Linked DNA regions of Mus musculus: region 1 is linked to region 2. The links are chromatin contacts, called in public HiChIP or PLAC-seq maps. All regions are on one chromosome and are shown on one strand. Each heading gives the region's core, a stretch centred on a gene start, on an enhancer-like site or on the middle of the called end of the contact. The rest is flanking DNA. Distances are from core to core; before and after follow the strand shown.

The links. HiChIP or PLAC-seq counts read pairs in DNA pulled down with a chosen protein or histone mark.
Region 1: an H3K27ac HiChIP or PLAC-seq map of bone marrow-derived dendritic cells shows a contact between it and region 2, with 4 times the contacts expected there. The contact joins two enhancer-like sites. A contact is called at or near these places in 3 of 115 datasets of contacts at active chromatin or transcription factors (bone marrow-derived dendritic cells, bone marrow-derived macrophages and memory CD8 T cells).

The regions. Positions count from the first base shown.
Region 1 is chr11:83,532,153-83,538,092 of GRCm38.p6, reverse strand. It overlaps Gm32650 (a long non-coding RNA gene), which reads right to left. Exons shown (of 4, transcript XR_880077.3): 3 at 4,769-5,528. Among named protein-coding and RNA genes, the nearest start is that of Ccl5, 4.6 kb to the right of the region's middle. Within about 2 kb of position 3,257, at least 175 of the 459 cell types and tissues checked have an H3K27ac peak or open chromatin away from gene starts, as enhancers often do. A contact at or near this core is called in bone marrow-derived dendritic cells and bone marrow-derived macrophages, where this site is marked.
Region 2 is chr11:83,044,135-83,050,072 of GRCm38.p6, reverse strand. No RefSeq gene overlaps it. Among named protein-coding and RNA genes, the nearest start is that of Slfn2, 18 kb to the left of the region's middle. Within about 2 kb of position 4,257, at least 38 of the 459 cell types and tissues checked have an H3K27ac peak or open chromatin away from gene starts, as enhancers often do. A contact at or near this core is called in bone marrow-derived dendritic cells and bone marrow-derived macrophages, where this site is marked.

The sequences.
Region 1 (5,940 bases), core at 2,008-4,507, 490 kb before region 2:
TAAGGGTTTTTCTTCCCATTTTCTGGATGAAGAAAGTAAGCTGCCCTTTGTCCACTGTGTGCCAAATCTTAGCTTCATTCTTTGCTTCCCTAGGATAAGCAACCTTCTGGTGGTATGAAGCGTTCATTCATCTCTTACTGTCCCACACCTAGAATGAGGTGGCTTTGTCTCTAGCAGTGTGGTTTTAGACAGCCTTCCAAGTGCACAGTTATCTGTATACTCCTTCCCTGTATGCTCATGTCTTAGCTCTGTGGATGAGTCCCTTATGAGGAGATCCTTAGAGCCTCCTCACTGGAGGCCTAGGGGTAGTGTTAACCCTAGGCAAGTTGTCCTGAGTTGTCTAAGAAAATCAAATCAAATGGAACCAGAAGAAGCCATTCAGAGAGCAGGCCGGTAAGTGGCATTCCTCCATGGTCTTGGTTTTGGTTTCTGCCTTAAATTCCCTTCATGGTGGATTGTAAGATGTAAGATGAAGGGGCTGGAGAGATGGCTCAGCGGGTAAGAGCACTGACTGCTCTTCCAAAGGTCATGAGTTCAAATCCCAGCAACCACATGGTGGCTCACAACCATCCTTAATAAGATCTGATCTGATGCCCTCTTCTGGTGTGTCTGAAGACAGCTACAGTGTACTTACATATAATAATAAAATAAATCTAAAAAAGAAAAAAAAAGAAAAAAAAAGATGTAAGATGAAATAAACTATCTCCTCCCCAACTCACTTCAGTTGTGGTGTCTATCACAGCAACAGAAAGCACGCTTACTGTATCTCAGTGCTTAGCTTGTTTTTTAGAACATGATGGATATTCAATGAAGGCATAGTGTTTGCCAGAGGAAACAGATGAAGAGACGGATGTGAGTGAATGGCTACAAGGTGGTGAGTGGGTGTGGCATTGGTTAGTTTATCTGTTTTAGTTTTCTGCACAGCACCCATGCTGTGGTCTCAGTGTCACCTTGTCACCCTGACACCCTTTCCTAGAATCATCCCTCCTCCCGGGACATTTGTTCTCAGTGGTCTTACATATCAGATGCCTTCTTATAGCAAGCAAATGGCCAAACTAATAGATCATACCCTAAGCTTGGGAATCCTTAGTGTTATAACAACAGAGTGTGTCCAGTTAAACGATGGCACTCTGACACCTGCCCCTGCGCTAAGCCAGCTTCTCCTGTGTTCTGACCTTTCTGTGAACCACTGCACACCACCCCCAACACATCATATACTGAGTCAACAAATGTGCTTTACCCATTTATGAACAGCACATGTTAACAGCAGGAGATGTAGAGATGGGTAGCTGAGGGATGGATAGGCGGTGGCTGGGAAGAGCTGAGTGACTGCGTGGAACAGTGGGTAAGTGAAGAAACACAGAATTGCCTAAGGAAGTGGTAGAGTGAGTTCTGGGCCCCTGAAAGATGAAAGGGAAAAAAGACCCTTTCAGCCTCACCCACAGGAGAAGTGCTGTGGGCTGAGTTTAGGGGAAGTGAGCTTCCTGTTCCAAATCCCTTCTATGGACTAAAAATCACCAAATAGTTTATCTTTGAAATGAGAAGGACGGGGCTTCAAGGCAGTGCTGTTATACCCCTACTTCCTTGTTGAAGAAACTGCGACTCACAAGAGGTTTGACAGAACCTCACAGCTAGGTTTAGCAGCCTACTGGATAGAATCTATGCCCACTACATCCGGGTCCCTTGCTCTCTTCACATCCAAAAGCTGACTTTATGAGGAATGATTAAAGTACAGAATTTCCAAACGCCAACCTAACAAAATTCCCCAGGGGGACTCCCTACCCACTCTGGCATTCCTAACACTACAGACCTAGGGAGGTTCTGAGGGTAGAAGGCTCTGGGGCTGAGGGGCTGAGGGGTGGGCAGTGGAGGAAGCGGAGGCAGCATAGAAAACAGGGGTTCGAAGACCTCCACCTCTGGAAGGAAGTAGTAAGGAGCCAAGGGACTTTGGGGCCAGATCAAAAGAGGGACGGAATGCAGAGACTTTTATCACTTCCTTTATATACCTGTCTGTCAAAATCGTCTAAAAGGGATATGCCAGGAAGGAAGAAGAGCAGTGGTTGGCAGAGTATTCAGGGCTAGTTTGACTCAAAACTGTTTTGTTTTTTTTCCCCCCTAGGTAGAATGATTTCTCAAGGGTCTAGGCTGACACTGAGGGCTGATGGGATATCACTGTCCAAGTTGTCACTTCTCACTCTGTGCCTTCAAAAGTGAATTCTTTATTGGGAAAGAGAGAACAGTAAGGAAGTAAACGCTGGAGCCTGGACATTTGGGGGGGGCAGGTTTCTAAGTTTCTACGTAGAGCCAGAAATAGGCCATTTTCTGATTGCCTCCACTTGATCATCCTGGGTATCCTAGAACTGGGTGTTCTCAGCCCAATTTCCATGAGAGAAACCGAGGAGTCGATTTAACCATCTGTCCAAAGGCACAGAGACCGCAAGTGCTGACTGATTTCAAATGCAAGTCTTCCTTGCCCCATCAGACTTCCTTCTGGGGGGGGGGGGAAGACTGCAGAACTGAGGGGTCATGCTCTGGCAATAAGCTTTCCTAGAGAATAAAGGATAAGGAATTTCATGAGGGATATGAAACAAGAAACAAACAAGCAAACAAAAAATAAATAAATAAAGACAAAAAGGAATCCTCAAACCAATATGAAGAAGAAAATAAAAATGCATTCCTCTCATAGAAGAGGGGGCCTAAAATTATCTGTCAACAAACACTGATCACGTGCTTCCCCCAGGCCTCACACTCGCACCACCTTGTGGGGGCTCCCCTGTGACCCAAGCACAGTTCCCATCACAAACACACCGCATGTGGTCTCCAGCTTCAGAGAGCAAGTGGGTGTGCCGAGCTGTCCTGTGTGGTGAAGGTGAGAAGAGCTAGTGGAGGCCCGGGTGCAAGCCTCTGGTCTGAATGTGGTTGGAGCTATTATGAGGGCAGGCAACTAGAGACATGGGTGATGACTGTGATGCTGTCACCTTGTCAGTAGGGCCCTCTGCAAGCAGATGGCTTGAGCCACCAGCTACTTGCTGTCCCAGAGGTAAGGAAGCAGAAGGTGATCCAATCAAGAAGCAGATTCCAGTTTGCATATGGAGAAAGTTAAAGCCGTGCAGGAAATGACTTTCCTTTTGGCTTCTGCTGGGAGCCCAGATGCCTAGAGACTATGGATTTTCCCTACTTCGGACACTATGATAGGAGTGGCCAGGAGAGAAACCTGACCCACACAGTCATGGGGAAACCCCACGACTGACTAAAGCACTGGAATCCATGTGAAATGGGGTTTCGGTTTCTTTGGCTGCAGCCGGCTTCATAACGTCACATTGACTGGGCTGAGAGCCAGCTCAGCTTGGGAAAAGAGTCAAAAAGAGAAAGAAAAGAAAACAAAGCCTAAGCCAGGACAGGACAGGGTAGCATGTGTCTGGAAGGATGTGAGCCTATCCGAGAGGTTTAGGTGAGCACGCAGCACAGGTGTTGGGATTAATGAGAGCTGGCGAGGACTCAGAAGCGCACCAAAGCTGCCAGGTTTGTGAACTCCCTATACAACAACGACAAGTGTACTGTCCAGCTCTCTGAAAACTAGTCAGAAGATTTCACAGCTTCATCATCTCTTCAATAGCTAGATTAACTCACTCAGAGTCTGTGCAGCTTCTCAATCTACAGAGGAAGTGACTTAGGACCAAAGGAAATCAGCAAGTTGCCTGAAGTCGCTAATCAGCAAGAGAGCAGAGTGGGGGAAAGGATGCTTCATGACTTCACGGATGCACTCGGTCTTAAGAAGCAAGGGGTAGATCTGCCATTGTGAGCGGCAGAGAGGTGAGGGCATGGAGAGATGGTGGTCAGAGGGTACACAAGGCTGCAATCAGGGTGAACAAACAAGTCTGCAGATCTAAAACATAGCATGGGGACTGCGATTAGTCACACCGTGCGGGCACCGGAAATTTGCTGAGAGATTTCAGGTGCTCATACCACATAAATATAAAGTAGAGGCTATGTGTAGAGACGCATGTGTTCATCTGTCTGTTGTAAATATGTCAGAGTTTTGCCATACACCATAAATATACACTGTTTTGTTTTAAAAATATAAATAGAAAATAAATAATAGATCCAGCTTTTCAACTCCAGGGAGCCCAGGTACCTAGTCAATATGACATAGGAAATGATTAACACTAACTCACTGTTGATTTCGTATCTATCCTATCTAAAACATAGGCTGAAAAGCAGGGAAGAATCCAAAAGACAAACAGGATAAGCTACTGAGAAACTGCACAGATTCTGAGCTGGTTAATCTGGCCACTGAGGATACGATGAAAGCGGTGACGTTTTTTTTACTAGTTTTTAGAGAACTGAGCAGACATGCTTGTCATGTGTGCTCAGGGCTGGAGAGATGGCTCAGTGGTTAGGAGCACTGGCTGCTCTTCCAGGGGGCCCAGGTTTGATTCCCAGCACCTACACTGGTCAGCTTACACCTGACTGTAACTCCATTTCTAGGAGATCCAACACCCTCTTCCAGACTCCAAGGGCACTGAACACACATGGGACACTTACTGACAAGCAGGAACACACACACACACACACACACAAATGAAAATAAGTAAATAAATTTGTAAAAGATACTATGCTCACAGAGTTAAGAGACAATGCTGTAATGTCAACACCACAGAGAATGAGGAAGTAAATTTAAGGTCAACTGGGTTTCAGTATGAGCAACAGAAAAGACAAAAGACAAGGCCAGTAAAAGGTGGTTCACAATTAAGGAGTATATATTTACTTGTGTGTAGTCTGTCTGCCTTCTGCTACTCCATCCCAGAGCCTTCACAAGAGTTGCTGGATTTCTGTAGAAACAATGAAGGGTGGTGGAAAGTGGTCACTCATTCAGTGAGGTCTACCACTGCAAGTCACGGCCATAAGCTATGTACTTCACCTCTCTAAGCTTGACCCAACCTCCTCAAAGGCTCAGACTCAGAATCCTCCTGCCTTAGCCTCCCAAGTGGGTGTGCTAGTATACATTTGTAAATGGACAAGGTGGATGTGGTAGTACACAATTGTAAATCCCAGTATTTAGGAGCACCGGCAAGAGGATTGCTGTGAGTATCGAGTCCAGCCTGGTCCATATAACAAGTTCAGTCTAGCCATGGCTACATAGAAAGAACCTGTCTGTCTCAAAAAGAAATCTGGAAAACAAAACCAAACATTGCTCTTTCCAATGTCTAGTTTTGTCTAGATTCTTATCTCTTACTCACAAACCAATTTCAGACCCTACCCCCTGACTAAATTATCACTAATTCTCAATTGGAGATGCATCCAATCCTTTGGCGTGAGTGAGCCCCCACCCCCACCCCGTCTCTAAGGAGTCCCTATCCTTTACTATCCAGTTATACTAAATAGACAGTGAACCAAAATGAGACACACTACAGTTGGCTTCCGGTCCCAGTGTTTTCATTCATCTGCAATGTGTTCTGAGCCAGTTACTCCTCTCTGAGCCTCACTTTCTCCCTCTGCAGCAGAGAAAGAGCACTCCACTGTTATGCCTGGGTAGAGAAAAAAATTAGTGAAAAAAAAAATAGGAAAACTTCCCCGATGCCCCCTAAACTTTCTGTCTTCCATAGCCTTTGTGCACAAGACTGTAGAGATGAGTTGGTGGATACATTTATCCACTAACGTCATGGTGATGTCATGGTCATGATGAAAACAAGAAGTACTCCTTAGAAGAATCATCCCAGCTCTTATTTTCTGAAGGAAAAGCCTCCAGTGTCCAGCTGAGATGCACTGTCCTAGTCATGGGGGGAGGGGGGACTCCCACCCCTTCAGAACTTATCCCCCCTCAGGAAATCCTCTCATACGTAACACTTGAGATCAGACTGTGCCCAATTCTATCTTGGTGTTGTGTAAAACAACAGTTTTACAAGTTGTGCCTTTCCCTGGGAGACTCCATTGCACAAG
Region 2 (5,938 bases), core at 3,008-5,507:
AGTGTCCTTCCTTATCTTTTTTTGATAACTTTTGGTTGAGAATTGATTTTATTCGACATGAGAATGGTTACTCCAGCTTGTTTCTTGGGACCATTTGTTGGAAAATTCCTTTCCAATCTTTTACTCTGAGATAGTGTCTGCCTTTGTCACTGAGATGTGTTTCTTGTATGCAGCAAAATGCTGGATCCTGTTTAGGTATCCAGTCTGTTAGTCTATGTCTTTTTAGGGGAATTGAGTCCATTGATGTTAAGAGATATTAAGGAAAAGTGATTGTTACTTCCTGTTATTTTTGTTGTTAGAGGTGGAATTACGTTTATGTGGCTATCTTCTTTTGGGTTTGTTGGAAGAAGATTACTTTCTTGCTTTTTCTAGAGTGTAGTTTCCCTCCTTGTGTTGGTGTTTTCCATTTATTATTCTTGTAGGGCTGAATTTGTGGAAAGATAATGTGTAAATTTGGTTTTGTCATGAAATATCTTGGTTTCTCCATCTATGGTAATTGAGAGTTTTGCTGGGTATAGTAGCCTGGGTTGGCATTTGTGTTCTCTTAGGATCTGTATGACATCTGCCCAGGATCTTCTAGTTTTCATAGTCTCTAGTGAGAAGTCTGATGTAATTCTGTTAAGTCTGCTTTTATATGTTACTTGACCTTTTTCCCTTACTGCTTTTAATATTCTCTTTGTTTAGTGCATTGGTGTTTTGATTATTATGTAACAGGAGGAATTTCCTTTCTGGTCCTGTCTATTTGGAGTTCTGTAGGCTTCTTGTATGTTCATGGGCATCTCTTTCTTTAGGTTAGGGAAGTTTTGTTCTATAATTTTATTGAAGATATTTCCTGGGCCTTTAAATTGGGAATCTTCACTCTTTTCTATACCAATTATCCTTAGGTTTCATTGTGTCCTGGATTTCCTGGATGTTTGGGGTTAAGAGCTTTTTGCTTTCTGCATTTTCTTTGACTGTTGTGTCAATGTTTTCTATAGTGTCCTCTGCCCCTGAGATTCTCTCTTCTATCTCTTGTATTCTGTTGGTGATGCTTGCATCTATGACTCCTAATCTCTTTCCTAGATTTTCTAACTCCAGGGTTGTCTCCCTTTGTGATTTCTTTATTGTTTCTATTTCCATTTTTAGATCTTGGATGGTTTTGTTCATTACCTTTGCCTGTTTGATTGTGTTTTCCTGTAATTCTTTAAGAGATTTTTGTGTCTCCTCTTTAAGGGATTCTAGCTGTTTACCTGAATTCTCCTGTATTTCTTTAAGGGAGTTATTTATACCCTTCTTAATGTCCTCTATCATCATCATGAGAAGAGATTTTAGATCCAAATCTTGCTTTTCCAGTGTGATGGTGTATCCAGGACTTGCCATGGTGGGAGAACTGGGTTCTGATGATGCCAAGTAACCTTGGTTTCTGTTGCTTATGTTCTTATGCTTGCCTTCTGCCATCTGATTATCTCCAGTGCTACCTGACCTCACTATATCTGACTGGAGCCTGTCCTTCCTGTGATCCTGGTAGTGTCAGAACTCCTCAGAGTTCAGCTGTCTCTGTGATCCTGAGATTCTAGGATCCTGTGATACTGAGATCCTGTGTGTGTCAGAGCTCCTGGGAGTCAAGCTGCCTCTGGGACCCTGAGATCCTGGTGTGACCAAGCTCCTGGAATCCTGGGATCCTGGGATACTGTGGACCTGGCCATGTTAGAGCACATGGGAGTGGAGCTTTTTCTGGGTGTTGTATGACTTGCTTAGGAGTTCGCACCCAAGGTCTGCTCAGGGCACTGGTCCAGACTGGAAGGAACCTGTGCCACTAGTCAGGTGGAGTTCCTGGATGCCTGGGTCCCACTGGTCCCAGTTACTCCTGGTTCATCCTTCTGAGCTCTTCAGATCATATCCACTCAGGTGGCAAATGATCTTGCTGGGGATGACTCAGAGGAGTATAGGAGCGTGAGAAGAAACCACAGGACTATGGTCAATGTAGGCAGAGCACCTGTCCTCACTCTTCAGCATTAATCTGCCTACTATAGGAGTGGCAGTGAGAATACTATACACCTTTGGAACATCAATGTCCTAAAGCTCTATAGCAGTAAAAGATGGCCTTGTGACTCAAATATTATACAGATACCTCAGGCTCAGAATTATCAAATTCTGAGATAATCTCAATGGATAAGATTTGTTTCCAGTCACCAAGAGCTGTACTAGCATTTAAGCACTTCCCAGTCTGAACCCAGATTCTGTCAGATTCTGCATCTTTATTGGTTAGTATCTGTCCTTTTTGGTCTCCTTGACAGTTTCTTTGGATGTTTCCTCACCCGGAGGCTGTGATAGGCAACACTTTGACTCCCTGACCTGTGAATGTTTCCTGATATGCAGCCTGAATAGTAGCTCAGCTTTTACTAATAGATTTCCAAGCTTTTCCAATGCTTAGCCACTGCCCATCATTCACCTGCTGGAGGAACTCCTGTCTCCACATATCCTGGAAGTGGATTTGATGCTTGTGAGGGCTGTCTGTAAGCACCCCGCTTACTTACCAGACCAAGGTCAGCTAGTATGGTCTCAAGGAAGTAAACCAGACCCATTGGAGGGGACACAATATGATGGAGGCTGTGACAATGTTATCGAGATCAATCAGGCTTTTTATCCCTTTATTAGAAACAGAATATAGTGCCAATTGCCAGTCAATACATTTGTTGTTGCCAGGATACAATGATGATTGCAAACATTATAGGCTACACAGACTGGCCTCTAAGACTAATTGTCCTGTCAAGTTTCCATGCCTCATTGACTACTAAAGGAACACAGCAGAGAAAAACAAAGTGACCTGGATGCTTTACTGCCTGAGGGAGTGCATCAGTCTCTCAGCAACAGGAAGGCAAGTTGTGCCCCAGGAGCCATGGACTCCAACCTGAAAAACCTATAACACATGCCTCTCACGTTCAGCTAGGCCAGACTGACACCATGGTTCCTTGTAATTCCCAGGTTTTGGTTTTTAATTTTAGGCTATGCAAGACAATCTTCAAACAGACATGGAATAACAAATCAATACTAAGGCTATAATGCGTCCCAGCAAAACCAACAAAAAAACTTCTCAGACACATCACTATGAAACAGAGTGTAGAAGACCAATTAGAAACAGAAAAATATCATAGTAAATATCTTGGCCATGTTTTCTGCAGCAATGGGAGAGGGTAATCCAACTGACTTTGAATGTTAAGTGGTTTACATTGCATTGTGCAAGGTCTGAACATACTCAAATTATCATATGACCATCTTAGCTTGGGGAATAATAAGATTAGCTATGGGGGCACCAACAAGACCTCAGAGTCACTGACATGAATAGGAATATTATTCTCTTCCCAGTTAACAAATGAAGCAAAAGAAGACCAGACATATAAGCACAGCTTATGTTATGTTATGTTATGTTATGTTATGTTATGTTATGTTATGTTATGCTATGTTATGTATGTTTCATCAGGAACAGATGCATTTAACAAAGACACATAGTAAGAAACAGCAACTCAGCAGGCACACCTAAGACTTCATCAATTCTTTCTCCCCAGTCACTAGTTTCCTCCTCAGAGTCATTGTTGATAGAGAGACCTTGTTCTTCATGGCTCCACAATCCTTTCGCCCCAGTCTCATCCTTTTCTTCAGGTATAGCCTTTGCAAACACCTTAGAAGCTCTTCATCTGACTTCCACTGGTCTAGTTAGTCTTTCAGTTGTCCACACCAACTTTTTAGCAGCCTGAGGGAAACACACAAAGATAGCCATAGCTTCAATGAATTGCTGTAACCCTGTGATTCAGTTGGCTAGGCATAGCATCTCTCCAATGAACCAGGACCCTGAATTTCTCTCTGGAGAGGTTAAAAATGTTCTACAGCAGAGAGGCCATCCTTACCCAAATGTAAAAAGTATATATAATAGAAGATAAAATATTGTGACAAGTAGCCATATTACCTTTCTCCCTCTCCTTTATTTTTAAATAAAGTTTAAGTTATCCTTTAGCTCTTTCCTAAAAGATGAATTCTGGGGGTTATATGGGATGCCTGGGATATAGGTTATGCCAAACTGTTGGCAAAATTGTTGAAAAGGCTTGGCAATGTATGCAGGAGCATCGCCTGCTTTTAACATTTTGCAGGGACCTAAAACAGCAAAAGCTCTGAGTAAAAACATAAAAATATTCTTCACTGCTTTTCCTGAAAGGGGAACGGCAAAAATGAACACTGAGTGAGTCAGCGTCTACAATGACACAAACATATTTCAGCCTCCCTAAGCTAGGGACATGAGTAACATTCATGTGCCAAATGTGATCTGACAATTTTTGGGAAGTTCCAGGGCAAGGGGTGGCCCTATTTCTAGGATGGCTTCCTTTTTTGTCATGAGACAAAGCCTGCTGTCCTGAGTTGGGGTGTTTTCTAATATATTGCCATATGTTGGGCTATTTGAGCCTTTTGTGGGTATACTCAGTATCCCATGGCTGCCAGAAAGTTTAAAGCATAAATGGAGTATCTCCGGAGTCTAACTCTTCAGGTCTACAAATAAAGAGATTATGTACTGAAATAAAGGGCTATTCTTTTGAACCAAGGACTCTCAATATATTTGGACTGCTGTTGTTGGGGGGTCAAGACCCAAAGACCACTCAGCATGATCAAAGTTTAAATTAGGCTTGGAGAGATACACTTCTCACAGAACAGCCTCAAATGCACATTTCAGGGAATTTTTTATTAGTTTATTTATTATGTATATAGTATTCTTCCTACCTGTCTACCTGCATTCCAGAATTGGGCCTCAGGCCCTAGTATAGATGGTTATGAGGCACAATGTGGTTGCTGGGAACTGAACTCAGGACCTCTGGAAGAGCAGCTATATTGGCTGGTTTTGTGTAGCAACTTGACACAAGCTGGAATTATCACAAAGAAAGAAGCCTCCCTTGAGGAAATGCCTCCATGAGATCCAGCTATAAGGCATTTTCTCAATTAGTGATCAAGGGTGGGAGAACCCCTTGTGGGTGGTGCCATCCCTGGGCTGGTAGTGCTGAGTTCTATAAGAAATCAGGCTGAGCAAGTCAGGGGAAGGGAGCCAGTAAGTAACATCCCTCCATCCAAGCCTCTGCATCAGCTCCTGCTTCTTGACCTGCTTGAGTTCCAGTCCTGACTTCCTTTGGTGATGAACAGCAGTATGGAAGTGTAAGCTGAATAAACCCTTTCCTCCCCAACTTGATTCTTGGTCATGATGTTTTGTGCAGGAATAGAAACCCTGACTAAGACAGCAGTCTATGCTCTTAAACTCTGAGCTATCTCTCCAGCCCTACAGGGAGATTTTTCCTTATTGGATATTTTCTTTATTTACATTTCAAATGTTATGCCTTTTTCTGGTTTCCCCTCAGAAAAAATACCCTCCTCCATCCCCTCCCCCTGCTCACCAACCCACCCACTCCTGCTTTCTGGCCCTGGCATTCCCCCACACTGGGGCATAGAGCCTTCATAAGATAAAGGGCCTCTCCTCCCACTGATGTCTGAGTAGGCCATCTCTGGTACATATGCAGCTGGAGCCATGAGTCCCACCATGTGTGCTCTTTGGTTGGTGGTTTAGTCCCTGGGAGCTCTGCGGGTACTGGCTAGTGAGAGGCTCTGCCACTGCCTCACAAATACAGAGGTGGATGCTCACAGCCATCCATTAGACTGAACATAGAATCCCCATTGAAGGAGCTAGAGAAAGGAGCCAAGGAGCTGAAGGGGTTTGCAGCCCCATAGGAGGAACTACTGGGAGATTTTAAAGACAACACAGAAAAACTACATCCTTGTTGCAGTTGCAGGGAAAAATAAAGCATAAAGCAAGCAAGCAGTCTAACAAGAGTCAAAAATATACAGTCAGCTTGGGCATTTCCACCTCGAGTTTCTAGAACATGGTGGGGGGCTTTCCCCCGACACAGGGCTTTCCATGGCAGGGGTA